Regions from separate parts of the Sander lucioperca genome. Here region 1 is linked to region 2. A link is a contact called in public Hi-C data. All regions are on one chromosome and are shown on one strand. Each heading gives the region's core, a stretch centred on a gene start, on an enhancer-like site or on the middle of the called end of the contact. The rest is flanking DNA. Distances are from core to core; before and after follow the strand shown. Region 1 holds the start of galnt14 (polypeptide N-acetylgalactosaminyltransferase 14). Region 2 holds the start of angel2 (protein angel homolog 2).

What was found. Hi-C and Micro-C count contacts between places; a contact is called where the count stands out from the background.
Region 1: a Hi-C map of liver shows a contact between it and region 2, with 5 times the contacts expected there. The contact joins the promoter of galnt14 here to the promoter of angel2 in region 2. A contact is called at or near these places in 2 of 2 Hi-C or Micro-C datasets (liver and muscle).

What each region holds. Positions count from the first base shown.
Region 1 is chr19:14,526,765-14,531,829 of SLUC_FBN_1.2, reverse strand. galnt14 (polypeptide N-acetylgalactosaminyltransferase 14) reads left to right here and starts at 2,923. Exons shown (of 16, transcript XR_004106500.2): 1 at 2,923-3,395.
Region 2 is chr19:14,328,616-14,334,229 of SLUC_FBN_1.2, reverse strand. It overlaps angel2 (protein angel homolog 2), which reads left to right and starts at 2,471. Exons shown (of 9, transcript XM_031308300.2): 1 at 2,471-2,696; 2 at 5,084-5,614. The coding sequence starts at 5,091. galnt14 (polypeptide N-acetylgalactosaminyltransferase 14) reads left to right here. Exons shown (of 16, transcript XR_004106500.2): 16 at 1-271.

The DNA.
Region 1 (5,065 bases), core at 1,674-4,173, 200 kb before region 2:
GTGAAACATTTAGCTAGCTATATCTCAGTGTTAGCAGTTCATTTGATTTAAGCTATCTTAAGGAAAGCCAAGTTTATTTGTGTTGCGAATTTCAACCATAAAGCAATTTATAATGCTTTATAAACAAAGAAACCTAAGGCAATATATAAAAAGACGTGTTTTAGTAAAATAAGATGAATTTTCTTTTAAATAAGCTAAACCACCGTTATGTCACAATGTTATAAGCTATTATAGGCTAGCCTACTTAACGTTTACACATTTAGCTGATAATACTTTACTTTTTAAGGTTTTAAATGCTTACTTTTAGTAGAGTATTTGTGCTATTGCTACTTTTACTTTAAAGTAGCTCAGAATACTTCTTACACCACTGCTAACCATTGGGCTTTGGAAACAGAACCAAAACGGGGCCGAGCATGATTGTTACCGTTGTGTATGTACATTTGTAGTTGTAGAGTCATGTTTTTTGGACTTACCTATGTTTTTAAATTTGATTTAAATGCATGCACTATTTTTTTTCTCTGTTACTTTTATTCTTTGTTGCTGCTGGGATTCAGCCCCACATCTCCATCTTCTTGCTCAGTGCTCTGCTGGCTGCTTCTCCGATAATCTTCAATGCTGATGAACTCAAACACAAGAGGAAGTCACCTAAAAAGGTACAGGGAACTGCACTTCATTCAGAAAGTATATTTTATGTTGCAGCATTATGCCAAAAATGTCTCATCAATCTACACTCAGTACCTCATAATGACAAGACCAATAGAGGATTTTAGAATGTTTTGCAAGTTTATTAAAAAAGAAAACACTGAAATATTACGTTGACCGAAGTATTCAGACTTTTTGTTATGAAAGTATTTTGCTTAGGTACCGCCCATTTTTCTTCATCATCTTTGAGATGTTTCTACACCTTGATTGGAGTCCACTTGGGGTAAATTTGATTGGACATGATTTGAAAAGGGACACACACTTGTCTTTATTAGGTCTCACATTTGACAGTACATATCAGAGTAGAAACCAAGCCATTAAGTTGAAGGAGCTGCCTGCACTGTGGGCAGATTCAAAAGATCTGTGTGCAGTATTCCAAGAGGGTTAACCTCACTGCTAGCCATCATTTAAATCAATGACCTACTCTATATATATATATATATATATATACGTGAAACCAGATGCAAACATTGTATAGCTCCTTTTAGATCAGCTGAATTGATTGAATAGGAGGTAATATTAGATATTTGCAGTCTTTTTGCCACAGGTCTGACACTTCTGTAGTTCATCTTTTACCAAGATAACGTCACTGTCAGAAATTCCTGATCTCTGCCATCCAACTAGGAGGCTGACGTGAATGTTAATTATGGTTTGAACAATTTAAACGTGTAAAGCTGTCAACAATCTCAAGTCACTCACCATGTATCAATGCTGGAGGTGTTAACATACATTCTGTGTCAACCCCTCCAGTGTCTGTATCAAAGGGTGTTTTCATTGCTTGTGTGCATTTTTGTAATTACCGGTACTGCCTTTGGCGTTTTTCAGTTTGCACTTAAAACAACAATGCACGTGTACATGCGAATGTGTAAAATTGATGTCAGTGACACCAGAATTTCCACATTTGGGATCAATAAAGTACCTCCGTTTTAGACAGAGAAAAGGACAGTTACTCTGCTGAAACACTAGATGGCGAGCTAAGACTGTAAAGATATTTCAACTCGAATTCACCTTTCTAATGAGGATCATTTTTATTTTGGATCCACATATTTAATGAATAACGAAAAATGAGATGGAACCAGTGGTGTGTCTGATAATTTATTGAGATCAAATGTGTTTTCTTCTTGTCAACTTGTTTGTTCATGTGACAGAAACACTGCACTGCAACAGAAAAAGATCTTTCCTCTCCTCCTCTTCCTATCCCACCCCTGTTTTCTTCTCCGTTCCTCTCTCCATCTTTTCTCTCCTCTCTTTCTCCTAGGTATATTTATTTAGCTTTTCTCCTCAGTCTACACACAGAAAATCAATGGCAATACTGGGTTGATTTCAGCCGGGTACATGGGTAGTTTTGATCCAGTACCCCAATATTAATAATACAATAACATAAAATAAATTAAATAATAATAATAATACATGTGTGCTATATTGACCCACACTTGATCACTGATTTGTTTTTTGTGCATTCTTCTTCTTTTTCCAGTCTTTTTTTCCGCCCATCCCTCTGTATTTAATGTTACATGTCTTTGATCTAAATGTATGGCCTACGTTAATTTAGAATTTGGTTAAAATCAAATAACAACAGTGATCTTAGAGAGACAGGCATGTACAGAATAAATCTGAACTGTTCTGGGTTTTTTCTTTGGGGTCCTTTTTTAGTCTACAGAGATAAGATATTTCACTTTTACTCTTATTTTTGCCTTTTGTCATAGGCTGCAATTAATACATATTTCCATTTCTCAGTCATCTGCGCATTATTTTCTTGATTAATCATTTTGGTCAAGAAAGTAAGATTCCGTTTACTTGCTTTGTCTGACCAACAGTCCAAAGAAATCTGTACACAGTGTACAATAGAAAACAAATGAGGATAGTGTCCATTCACTTGCTTGTGGAGCCTATGCCCAAAGATTTGAAAACGATTATTGGCATGTTTAAAAAATATATATATATATATATATATATATAAATAAATAAAAATGGCACAAATTATTAATCCATAGTCAGTTTTAACTCTCTGTTGATTAGCTTTTGTCTAATTGTCCCTCAATCGGGGACAAAATAGATAGTTATTTGAACTGAATTGTCTTCTGTTTCCTCCGTCGGTGATTTTCTGCCGATCTATTCTGTTCTACTTTAGTGGAGTAGTTGTGGGTGTCGGCAGGTGGAGCTCCACGCTCTCCCATCCAACCCTTCAGGAGGGTCCAGGACTCTCTCAGCGGAACACAGTGTCACAGACACACACTCGCACGCGCATACGGCCGTCAGGCGTGTCAGAGAAGCGCTCGAGCCTCTGTGAGTTGAGAGAGAGAGAGAGAGAGAGAGAGAGAGAGTGAGAGAGAGAGTGAGAGTGAAGGAAAGCGCGCTCTGTAGTCAGTGTTTTACCGTCGGCGGGAACGGGCCGACCAGTGTGTTAGTTAGTGGAGGTTGTCCGGTTTAGTCTGGTTGTTTTTTTATTTGTTTTCTCGCTTCTATATAATGGGATTCTAACAGCAGCCGGGCAGCGGGCGCCGCCGGCTCCTCCTGACCGGAAAATGAAGCGTCTCTGTCGGAGGCTGGCGGTGGCCGTGGCGGTGCTGGTGTGGCTGGGGGCGCTGGTTTACCTGCTGGTGCTGAGCCGGAGGAGGCTGCCGGAGCTCGGTACCGGAGTAGGGGGTGGAGGAGGAGGAGTAGCGGGAGGCGGAGAGACAGCGTCCAACCAGGTGAAGTAGAGATACCACCTCTCCTACTGTGTGTGCGCGAAAGAAAAGATGCCATTATATCCCTGTGGGGACTTCCACTGTGTCTGTGGAGTTAACATCAGTCACACTGCAAGCGGTATCTCCTATAGTAAACCCATAACATCCCGAAGTGCATCAATGATGAGTTTATAGTGACATTAGTGGTTGTTTTATGGGTTTGCATCCCTATAAAGAGTTGTAATTTGGCTGGGATAGGTGTAGTCTTAAACCTCATGGATAGTGTGTCATCAATGCTGGAAAAAGTATTCAAGTCTTGAGTAAATGTAGCAACACCACAACAAAAAAAACTCCTGTATTTGAAATTGAGTGAAATCAAACAAATTGGCAGTAAAATGCATTTAATGAAAGTAACTAATGGGCGAGTTAATGTATGTTTAGTTGTTGTTGTTGGCTCAGGTGCAACTAATTGGCACAGATAAGCAATTTAAATGGCAGGAGTTCCTATTTTAGAATATTTTTTTTTGAAGCTGAGTTCTCAATCTTCCACTAATTCAGAAGAGTTAAAAAGTACATTCCCTTCTGAAAAAAAGAACCTTAGTCAGGTAATGTAGTATTTCCTCCTCGTATTTCTTCTGTCAGCTCCCAATGTAAATTAAAAGAAAATCTGCTATGTTGTAACTTTAAATTTTTATTTTCTTTTTAGTTTTATCTTTGGTATCAGTGAGCATTTATCTCCTACATGTATGCCATCACAGGATATTCATATTTAATCCACAATATCTGTAGTGGCTCTTTAGTGATGTAATACTCAACTTTTTTATTTCGTAAGATAATACTTTTTAGTGCTATTCCTATAATATACACATGCATCCCCTACAGGGACTATTATCATAAAACCTGATCAGATTGCAGTGGCTCCTTTGTGAAGATAATTGTGTTCATTTTCGACCCGGCTTGGTGTCTGTCCCCAGTGTGCACTGCAGGATGTCTGTTATGCAAAAGACCTGCGGCATGTTAACTGGGGCTGGTGGGATAAGTTGTATTGATCCTGCCTCTCATACCTTGTTTTATTGAACGACAAGCACACACAAATCCTTGAACAGGCCACATCTTGTAGAAACACTTTTCTGTAGGAAATAATGAGAGACGAGAGGACATACAAATATCATAGTAATATAAACGCCACTTACTTTAAATTACAGACACTATATGCTTTACAGGGATATTGGACATAAATCTAGAAAGTCAGTCCTTTCAACTACAGACATTGTTAGCCCATCTAAGAATGTTATTGTATGCTACAGGAGGTGAGTTTCTGTAAAGAGGGATATGAGGTCTCACTCCTGAAGGTTAGCAGCGTGTTCTGCTTGACTAATGAAACTTCTAAGGTTTTCCCATATGAACTTTTGACAATGTCTGACGAATCAGGTCCTGACATTGGCACACATGTAAAACGCAACAGGAGGTTGTCCGTGTCAAGTTTTCACTTACTGGAAACACTATGGTTAGGCAAGGGGTTGGACCTGGGTAGAGCGTGCAGAAGGCAGGACATGACGCAGATTACCGTGTCAGGGAGCCAGTTTGAAATTTGGTCATAAACAACCGAGTCTCTCGCCGTTCCTTTGGCGTCGGTCCGTACCGCCAGAAGTTCACGAATCTTTTCGTCTTTCCAGTTATACATTTTCGTTGGT
Region 2 (5,614 bases), core at 1,222-3,721:
TGCATGTAACAAGTTTTAGTCGTTGACTTTATCAAACTGGAGGAAAAGCTTTACTCACAATGGGCCTCCTTCACTAATATCTTCCAAAGTTTTTTTCTTACATTCACATATGAATCCCTTTCTACTTTAACATTCAAAGCACATGCCAGTTAATACTAATTAGCAGGTAAACGCCCCACCAATCCCAATAAAAGGACACCAGACTGCAAGAAAAGTTGAGAGAATTAATTTAAAATGCTCATACAAAAGTCTAAAGAGGCAGTCCAAACATTAAAAAATAAAAAATAAAAAAAAACGTCAATAGTTATTAAGTGGAGCTACCGCTTGCATAGCCTGGGAAAACCCTGACCAACTTCTGGCAAATTTGAGATTTGCTCTGCAAGTCAGTCTGGCCAAAAGCCCATTCAAGCCCATTTCCAATTTTTCCAAATTGAGGCACCAATGGCAACCAATGAGGCGGGCTTTACACGATGACGATAGCTCAGCGACGGCGAGGAGCTTTTTGTTTACGTTCAACATGACGGCCACCGAAGCGCAGCAACCTGTTGATGCCGCTGTCGCTGCCACGTCACCCGGATCGTTGGTCTGATTGGTTGAAGGACTATCCAATTGCGCCCAGAGGCATTTGAGCGGCGTCCGTTGGTGACACCCCTTTGGAAATGGGCTGTGAATGAACCTTCTCCAGACCCACTCTGTTACAACTGAGAAGGATCTGGTGTCAACCAGGCTACCACTTGCAGGAAGTTAACAGCAAACGAGCCGTCATATTTCATTCTCACCCTCAGGGTAAACATCTTGCAGCAGCAGTAAAGTCCTACTTTGGTCCTATAAATAGCGTAATCAATCACTAATTATTGGATGCAATGATTCAACATTAACATAATATATGGGAATTGAAGTTAGTATAGTGTTAATTTTTTGCAAAAAGACCATACTGCTCTGCAAAATAATGAAAATAATTATGGCTTTAGGAAAACATTTCTTCTTAAGAACGGTTGGTGAATGAGGCCCACTGTTCAGTCGCCCTAAATGCCCTTATGATGCTCATTAGCTTCATTCAGGTTGCTAATGCAACTTTGGAGGATTTATTTTCAGTAGAAGTGTCCACTCTGGATGCTTTTTCAGAATCTGGATGAAAGCTAAAAGTAACCAAACCTTTGTTTTGGACACATAGCTGAGATTATTTCACTCCTGAGCACACTGGTGCATGTCGTTGTTGTTGTTGACTGACTGCAGCTGCTGTGGAGATCAAACCTTTGACCCTCCAGTCATGTGACAGTCTTTAGTTTTTCATTTCAAATTCCAACAGAGTCAAAACGCAACTCAAGTTAACTAGACCTACAACTGTTGAAGTAACCATCTCTAAACTTCCCTAACAATTATTGTCCAAGTCACTTTTTCAAATGATGGATTTCTAATTTTGGAAACATATTCTCTACAAATTGTTTCCCACTTTCTATAGTGTGTTTAAAATCATCCCCTGATATCCTGTTTGACTCCTGAATAAAGGTTTTGTAATGGCTGTTTCTAATATTTCATTGAAATGGCTGTGATGTTCACATGCAGGAAGAAGTTTGGCAAACTGAACGCTGCAGATTTTACAGACCCAAATATCATTTCAAATCAATAAACTACAAGTTGAAATGCATATTTAATGTTTCTTTATGTTGTAATAAGATATACTACCACTTTTGTTCATGTTACTTTAACACCACAACTGGAGTAAAAACATTCTACCTGCAATGCTATTACTACTACTGTACAACTACAGGTACTACCACCACTGCTCTGCTTACTACAAATACCTCAGCTGCAGTACTATAGCTTCACTGCGACAGGCAACAGCTTTTCTAATCTATTGATACCATTACTGCTACTAACTGATGAAACTACTATTTTACTTATATTACTACTGCTATTACTTCAGCTACACATAATATGATATATTACTATTTACTATTTCATACTAAAACATGAAATTCTAACCCCTATTGTAAATAAATGATTGTGATGCAAAAAAAAATTGTTACATTTAAAAAGAACTGTTCTGACTTCATTCTGCTCATAAAGAGGAGGCTGAAGGGAGTGTAGACTACTTTAAATGTTCTTGGGAACTTATTTGCACTCCCTTTATTTTTGATGGGGATGTATGCAGGGTTCAAAATTTGCACCATCTACCAGCCAAATGCTGGTAAAATACACAAATGGCTGGTATGTTTGCTTCACTCACCAGCCAAAAAAAACAATGGTAATCTTATTGATTGGCTGGTGAAATTTGAACCTTCACTAGCCAATTTAGCTGGCGGACGAAAAAGTTAATTTTGAACCCTGGATGTATGGGTGTTTACATCAGAATAATCAGAGATCTCAGCGGCACAGCAATAGAGCTTTACACCACAAGCCTAAAAGAAGAAAAGACGTGTTGATGTTATCTTGCTGCTTTCATGCAAATGATTACACTGAAGTGAGCGAGGGGCAGGATCCGCAGAGAGAGAGAGAGCGAGAGAGAGCGAGAGAGAGAGAGAGAGAGAGAGCTCCGTTCCTCTCAGTCACCACTGCTCTTTATCAATCATATTAAATCCGTTCCTTTAGCGATATGGAATAACAGAAGATGTCGCTCGTTAGAAGCTGACATTTTATCTTTTCGACCCGTTTGTAAGGGCACCTTTGTCTTCAAGAAGAGGCTCTTTTTTCACGTAAGTAGCCTAATGTTAACGTTAGCGTTACAGAACAATGACCTTTTCATTTCGTCATCCTAGTTTTCTCGACAGCTCTTCTTGAAAAAAGAAGAAAAATGTAGTCACACTCGGGTTGAATCTAATTCAACATTTTGCGGAATTTTGGCCGTAACAACGGAGGATTTCAGTGATTTCGGGATGCTCTCGAATGATGTAGCTGTGAGCTACGTTTCCATTGGGGCTACTGTTTCCGCCGTACCGGGGCGGCTGTAGTCCGTTCACTGATTCGCATCATAGCATTCGATGCTAGGAAACGTCGCGAAACGACTACAAGTTCCAGCGAGGGGGAAAAAAGCTGCCTGAAATGATGCTTTTAGCCGCTATCGGAACAATTGGAATTACTTTCTACATATGGCCCATAAAGTGGTGAAATCATTAAACGTCGTCACCGAGTATTTTGCTGTTTTTTTGTTTATGTTACTAGCAGGCAGTCCAGTGGAAAATCCAACCAATATTGTCGTTGTATTTCTTTAGTTTTTTAGCTTAACAGTTTCTATCTACAACTGTTATTCTTGGTATGCTTTTCGTGTTCTTCTTTTTTTCCAAGTATCACAACGTGATATTATTTATTTAGCCTTAAATAGTATAAAAGCTCAGCCCGTCCAGTCGCATGTAAAGGACTATTTTGCTGTATAAGTTGGAAAACACGAGCTTTGTTGGAGTTCTTGAAGGCAACACGGGTTTACGGTCACGTCATATTTGGGCGACTCTGCTTCTTGTTTTTTTTAAGTCAGTGGTGAAACCATAGACATATCGATTATGTTCGCTGATAATAATTTACGGAGATGCATCCAAGCCGAAACATAAACGATGTTTCTTCCACCCATGGAGAGTAAGTTAACGTGAGCTAGCTAGTCACGGTTACAAAATAATGGCATTATTTGAGCTGTGCTCATACTCAATGGGACTCCAAACAGCTAGCTAAGTTAAACTGACTTTTAAACAACCACCATTCACACACACACAACAGCATTTAAACGCAGTCTTGTCATTGGCGTTTGGTTCTTTGGTTGTGAGCTACATGTTTGTAAAAGTTCTCTGAAATTACACACACAAAAAAAACGTGTTTAACCCAACGTAGCTTCTGGTCAGCAGTTAATTCTGCTACGTTTTCTCTTTTGCTGTCACACCAAGTTGAAAAGAAAGAAAAACCTCATTCCTCCTTATCAGTAGTTTCTCTATCTCATCTCTCCTAGCTTTATTTCATTACTTTTGTCGTCATTGCGTACTTTTATATTTACTTTAAACGTATAAATAGATGTATATAGACACTTACTAACTTACTAACTTACCGGTACTTCCTCCTTCCCTCCTTTATTCAACCCCGGAGGAAATGTAGCAGCAGTACACAAACGAAGAACACTGAATAGTACCGGGAATCAATCAAATATCCAAGTATTAGTATGATATTATAAGAGTTAAAATGAAGCCCAAAAACTATTCCCTTTTAAACGTGTTGCTGGTTTATTTTCTGTCGATACACCATTAAAAGAGTTCTATTGGTTTCAGCTCTAAATGTTGACACCTCTTTCTTCTTATCGCCTCCCCCACGGTTCATACGTTTGGAAAAAACCTGGAAAAGTTATGGAATTTGAAAAATGCAAAATTCCCGGCCTGGAAAGGTTTTGGAAACATTAAAAAGACCCAGAAAGTTTTGGAAAAGTCATGGAATTCTTTTTTAACACAGCATAATAATTAGAGGTGCAAACGATGAATCGATTAATCGATTAGTTGTCAACTATTAAATTAATCGCCAACTATTTTGATAATCGATTAATCGTTTGAGTCATTTTTTTATTAAAAAAAAAAAGATTTCTCTGATTCCAGCTTGTTAAATGTAAATATGTTCTAGTTTCTTCTCTCCTCTGTGACAGTAAACTGAATATCTTTGAGTTTTGGACAAAACAAGACATTTGAGGACGTCATCTTAGGCTTTGGGAAACACTGATCCACATTTTTCACCATGTTTTGACATTTTTATAGATCAAACAACTAATTGATTAATCGAGAAAATAATCAACAGATTAATCGACTATGAAAATAATCGTTGCAGCCCTAGTAATAATATGTGATTAATAAATGTATTTTCACGTCGTGTTAACCTCACCGTTCTATTCGGGGTGCGATATTACGACTCCCACTATGAACAACATACATTGTCATTCATTTTATTGTTAAACCTGTGAGGGTAAACTTTAACACAGCTTTTTATTCTTATTGTATAATGTCGACTGACATTTTCAGGAATACATAGTCATGGAAATTTGCCAAAAAGTCATGAAAAAGTATTAAAATGCGTATGAACCCTGGCCTCCCCTCTAACATCTGTCCTCTCCTCCCTCCAGCCACCACATGTTCCTTCGTCAGCTGAGCTCCTTCGGCTCCTCCTTCCTTCCTCGCAGCCGTCCCCCGCTCTGCAGGGCTGGCTTCAGGAGCAGCAGTGCCTCCTCCTCCTATTTCCCGCGTTGCATCCCCGCTCCTCATCCATGGTGCTCGGTGCGGGGATTCCCCCCCCGGCCTCCTGGACTCCCCCGCTCCCACCCAGCAGCCCGACAGGTCTTCTCTGGTAGGACGTTACACCCTCGGGGCATCAGCCGGGGTAACTTTGGCGGTAGCTGGCATCCGTTCTCCACCTCTGCCGGCCTCATGATGGAGCGGCCTGACAGAGAGCCTCCTCACAAACGGAGAAAGAGTGCGGAGGAGACGAGGAGCGCTGAAGAAACCCAACACCGAAGAGAAGGGCATGGGGCGACGGCAGGCAAGGCCAAGGACGGAGGCTCCAAGAGGGAGCACCATCACCGGGATTCCAGCACAGACAGCCTCCCTCGAACACACCACGGCTTCAAAGATGGAAGTAAAGACAGAGGGAAGAAGGG